Linked DNA regions of Sus scrofa: region 1 is linked to region 2. The links are chromatin contacts, called in public Hi-C maps. All regions are on one chromosome and are shown on one strand. The core of a region is the stretch at or near the end of the contact, and the rest is flanking DNA. Distances in the headings are between cores, read along the strand shown. Region 1 holds the start of POC1A (POC1 centriolar protein homolog A). Region 2 holds the start of TEX264 (testis-expressed protein 264).

Region 1 (2,700 bases), core at 191-2,690, 420 kb before region 2:
AACATTGGTGGGAAAGCTTGCAAATGGCCATTTGAACAGTGCTGAACAATCTCTGGGTATGTATAAGTGATGCTAGTTTTAAGGAGAATTTCGTAGTGTGTAACTTAAGTTAGCCTGAACATTTTTAACATACAGGAACCAATTTTAAGCCAAATTACAGTGAAGATGGATTAAATGTATCTATTTCTTGTGTCTGGCCCTAGACCTTCCAGGTCCAAAGAAGAGGCTCACCCCTCTACATGCTAGGTCCCTCCACTGCCAGTCTCTGAGTTCACTCAACGGGGCTCTGGTTTGCTGGTTCAGGGACATCATCTTAGGTCTCAGTATGTAGTGAGAAACCTAAGGGCCTGGCCAGATCTTAGTAGCCAATCTAGCCTGGGTAGGTGATGGAAGGATCCCAAATCTTGCAAAAATGTCCAGTTCAGATCAGATCCAGGTTGGGAAGATGCCCAGAGTTAGGCAGGATAGAAGAAAGGTGGAGGGACAGCAGAAAAGTGAGCAAGGATGGCCTCTGGTGGCCAGACCTCTGGATTGTCTCCTCTTTTAAACACACACATAATTTACATGTAGTTTACAAGAGGCTTCTCAGGAGAAGAGAGAGCCAGGCTGCCTTCACCCTTTCCTATATTACTAATGTGGAAACAGGGCCTCGGAGCAGTGTTATTTTTCCTGAGGTCATACAGCCAATCAAGGCAAGAACTGGGAATAGAACCCAGGCCTCTCCACTCCATGGATGTGATTCCGAGTTATTTGTGTTCTTTTATTTTTATTTTTTGTTCCTTAGGGCCGCATTTGCATCATATGGATGTTCCCAGGCTGGGGGGTTTAATAGGAGCTACAGCTGCCGGCCTACACCTCAGCCACAGACATAGGAAGCGAGCAGCATCTGGAGCCCATACCACAGCTCAGGGCAAAGCCAGATCCTTAACCCACTGAGCAAGGCCAGGGATCGACCCCACAACCCCATGCATGGTTCCTAGTCGGATTCGTTTCCACTGCGCCACGGGGGAACTCGATTTGTGTTCTTTTAAATCGACACTTGTTTTAAGCGCGTTCAGAGGAGTGAACCACTTAAAGAATTCCCAAAGAGTGAATAACTGGCTGTAAATGGGGTACTGAGAGAAAAGCCGGCCATCCGAGCGCTTTAAGAGGACACAGACACGGCGCTCTCTTGCGGCAGAGGGTTAAGGATCCTGCGTAGACACTGCAGCGGCTTGGGTCGCTGTTGTGGCCTTGTTCTATCCCTGGCCCAAAAACTTCCAAGTGCCAGGCGCCGCGCCCACGGGAAAAAAAAAAGAAAAAAAAAAAAAAGGACGCAGATACAATGAGCCAAGTACCTCCATCTCCGGGATCCTAAAAGGTTCTCTTTCGTTGGTTAATCAGGCCTTAGGGCATCTTGGGAAATGTAGTCCCACCTTCCTCCCGACAGGAGGATGCGGGAATCGAGGAACTGCATTTCCCAGAAGGCTGTGTTCGCCTTAGCCTTAACCGGACTACCCGTCGGCGGGGCGAACACTTCATCCTGGGCTTTTTAATTTCTCAGGGGGAATGAGCGACGGTGGACACAGGCCTTTAGCGACGCCGTCCGTAGGCTGCCTGGCTTGGTGGTGCTGGACGCGGAGACAGTGGACTCGGTCAACTCTCCTTCCGGTCCCGGGTGCAAAAAGCCGAGGCGCCCAGTCTCCTTTAATTGCGGTGGGCGGGGCGGGGCCAAGCGACCCGCGTTGCTATTGGCGGCGGTTGGGGGCGCGGAAACTGAACGCGCCTCAACGGCAGCCGCTGCTTCCTCCGGCGCCTTGGGCGCTCCCAGCCCCGCCATGGCATCGCCCTACCCGGTAAGTTCCTGCCAGCGGCTGCCGCCCGGGCCTTAGTCTCCCCACGAGGACAGTGGGCGCCTGGCCGGGCGCAGGGCTCCGTGCGGTCCTCTCCTGCCCTAGTTTACAGTCTGTGCAGGGTGCGATGGGTCGGGGCATCTAGCGAACGCCTCCTGCGAGCCAGGCCCTGTGCCGGTTGCCAGGGCTAACGAACCAGTCTCTATTCTTAGGATTTGTATCTCCGCGGAGGAGACATTAGTACTGCCCGACTGGGACGTCTGACCTGGGATCAGCGCCGGGCCTGTGTGGCTTCAGTCTTGTTTTCCTGAGCAGTGGGTAGCTGAATGGGGGCTTGTTGAGGGTGCACCCTGTTACGACGTGTGGGAACAGCAGGCCCCAGGATGCCCAGGACGGCCTAGGCCTGCGGTGTAACTTGAACCAGGATGCCCTCTCGGAGGCCAGAGGGGAGCACTCCGAAGCCCCTGTTTTTGAGAGGTTGTTTTGAACCTCAACCTGCTTGGTCCTCTGGCTTGGGTTGAGAGTCAAGGTGGCTGGATGGTGGCCTGTTGGCTTCCTTAGGAACCAGGCCTTTTGAACCCTAATTTGATGTTCTTTCCCCTACCCCAAAATATAAACCCCTTTGGGGGAGACGAGGAACCAGCAAGTTGCAGGAATGGAAGAGAGGGTGTTGGAAGATTTCATGGGTCCCCTGGTTAAGGGTGGATCTGAACTTGCCTCTAGAGATGGGCACTATGTTACCTTTGTTTTTCCAAGAAGCTCAGGTGGAGCAGTTACTGCTCTGTTCTGGGCCCACCTGTTGTGCTTTTCCCTCTCTTGTTGAAAGGATTCTGGCAGGTGTGTTGGGGTGGAGCTGGGCATGGGGCCA
Region 2 (2,712 bases), core at 138-2,637:
AGGTAAGCGTCTGGGAGGGCTGCCAGCGTTGGCTTCCTGAGGTCGCTCACGAACGCCGTGGCTGTCGGCCCGGTCCTTAAAGGGCCCGCCGCAGGCAAAACTTCGGTGTCTGCCGGGAGCAGGAATACTTGGGGTCCGAGAGGCCTCGCGGGGTGGAAGGGTCGTCGCGTCCACTCTTTACTCTGGGCTTCCAGACCCCGCTCACCCTCGCCTCACCTATTTACCCAGCCCTCTTCTTTTCAGCCACAACTTCTGGAGGCCCCAGGCACCTCCGCAACTTATAGGAAGCTAAAGTTTACAACGCCGCGGTGAGCCGCAGCCTAGGGAGAAGGGGGCGGAGTTAAAGCGCGGTTCTGGCCTTCGTCATCGAGCCCCCTACCCCCTCGCCCGCCCCCAGCTCCCCAGCCTCTGGGCCTGCCCTGCACCCGAAGCTAAGATGGAGAGCAGCCGGGGATAGTAGGCTGATCCAAGGTCGCGTTTGGGCCCTTGGACCCGACCAGGGCCAGCTGTGGGAGAGACGAGATGCAAAGAAATGCTGGGCCGCAAGGATCACGGTGGGGACACGGAAGGCCCTGAGCTCGCGCCCAGGCGGAGGTGCCAGGCCCTGGGCGCGCGTGGGGCCGCCCGGGCGGGGATACCTCCCCCGCCCGGCCCTCACCTCAGCGGCCCCCAGCCTCGGAAGCCGATTCGCGCACGCGGCTCGGGGCTGCGTCGCGGAGCCTGCGCGCCCGCCGCGCACGCTCGCTCCGCCCCCTCTCGAGGCAGAACGTGGCCGTGGGCGCGTGCGTGCGGGACCCAAAGGGCGGAGGCCTGCCGCACCCGTATCCGTGGCGACAAACACGCGCCTTGGCCTGTGGCCGTTAGGAGCCGAGCCCACCAGGTACCTTCCTGCTTCCCACAAACTACTGGGTTGCAGAGGATGAAGTCAACAGCCCCTTAGCTTCTGGGTTGTGGAGAGCACCACGACTGTCCGACCCTAGCAGTGAAGGGGGTAAGTCGGCCTAGAGGCCCGTGGTAGAGAGCCAGTCTGGTCCCAAAAAATGGCACCTCAGAGGACCGTTTGAATTAGTTTGGGAAGCGCAGCATGGCAGTAGAAGTCTGGCATTCGTACCACCCTAATTACTGCCATTTTCTCTCACTGAGGCTTCGCAACAGACCTGGGAACCGAGCAAGGCAGGTCCACTTGCTCCCGTCTCACATCTGAGGCTTAGGGAATCTCCAGACAACGCAAATATCAGCTTCCTGCCTCCAGCGGTCCATCCCTGTGCTCTGGGATTTTTAGGGGGGTGAGGAGGAGGCGGGGAAGAGGGAGTTGGGGGGGTGATCATTCACCCATCCAGCGTTTATGAAGCACGGCTCCTTGCTAAGGTCTGAGGACGCCAAGTGAACAAAACCAAGGCCCCGCCTTCCTGGAACCAACTGGGGGACGCCCGCCTTCCACGCTCCTCCCTCAGTGCCCTAGACGCGGCTGGGCGAGGCTAGTCTGCTGTTCCAGTTTAACACATTCTAGGTAACCCCCAAGTCAATTGTTTGTTCCTTGAAGACAGGTTCAATCTTCAGCTTGTATTACTGAGGATCAACAAACAACAAAGCACTCTCTTAGGGCCCCAAACATAAAATCTCGCCCTCCTGAGAGGCCGATCTTGCAGTAGAAAGAGTGGGGGAGGGGGCAACTATGCTCATAAGTTTCGCCACAAGATGGTATGGGCCAAAAGCTACCTTGGTGCTCCTCACACGGAGGATTGATGTTTGGGAGGTGAATCTTCTTTTTATGGATCCCCCTACTGTACTAGCCAAGGACAGACTGGCCACAAAGCGGCAGTTGTAGCTGGTTGCCTTTCCTTCTGCTTCACATTATTCTCTCCATAGGCAGGGAAAATTGAACTTCATCCATAGGGTTCTAGACCAACCAGAAGAATGGGTAGCTGACCCCTCAGAGGCACTCAGAGCTGGGCTGGAGGTTTGGCAGCTGTTTTGCTGATGAATATCAGGAACATGACCAAATCCTTTAGGTGCTTCAGGCAAGTGAACTATGCACTTGTGTCATTCCCTGAGACAAGGACGGGCCAGTGCTTTCAGAGACAGACAGCCTCTGCTTCTCAGAAGCTGAAGATGATCAGCTTCATCCAGGAAACTGTTGTCTGGAGCTACTCTTTCCAAATTTTTTTTTCCTTCTTTTTTTAGGGCCGCACCCATGGCATGTGGAGGTTCCCAGGCTAGGGGTCAAATCAAAACTACAGCTGCCAGCCTACACCACAGCCACAGCAACGCCGGATCCTTAACCCACTGAGGGAGGCCAGGGATTGAACTCATGTCCTCATGGATACTAGTCAGGTTCGTTAACTGCTGAGTCACGACAGGAACTCCCATACCCTTTCCTCATCTGGTTCTCTGCTTACTTCCTTTAGCTTGGTTAGGGAACTCCATAGCCTCACATCCGAGTTCTAAATGTGCCTTAGGAGCTTTAGCACCTCTGTAGTGTTAAAATAGCTGGCCTGTGACTGGGGCTGTAGGCCAGTGGCCTCCCAGGCTTTATTTCAGGCAGCTGCCAACAAGCACTGCCACCTCCCGCCCGCTTGGGAGGACCCCTGCATGGCCTCTGCTAGCCACCAGGCAATAGCCCAGGCACTTTGCTCTCCCCCTTGTATCAAGTCTGAGCAGAGCTGACCACCTAGCCATCTGCATCATGCACTCTTCAGTCCTATATCCAAA

Evidence for each region. A called contact is a pair of places that touch in the nucleus more often than the background predicts.
Region 1: a Hi-C map of liver shows a contact between it and region 2, with 6 times the contacts expected there. The contact joins the promoter of POC1A here to the promoter of TEX264 in region 2. A contact is called at or near these places in 1 of 47 Hi-C or Micro-C datasets (liver) and 1 of 2 datasets of contacts at active chromatin or transcription factors (alveolar macrophages).

Annotation. Positions count from the first base shown.
Region 1 is chr13:34,306,836-34,309,535 of Sscrofa11.1, reverse strand. POC1A (POC1 centriolar protein homolog A) reads left to right here and starts at 1,440. Exons shown (of 11, transcript XM_021068878.1): 1 at 1,440-1,835.
Region 2 is chr13:33,891,232-33,893,943 of Sscrofa11.1, reverse strand. TEX264 (testis-expressed protein 264) reads right to left here and starts at 1,387. Exons shown (of 5, transcript XM_021068863.1): 1 at 1,158-1,387.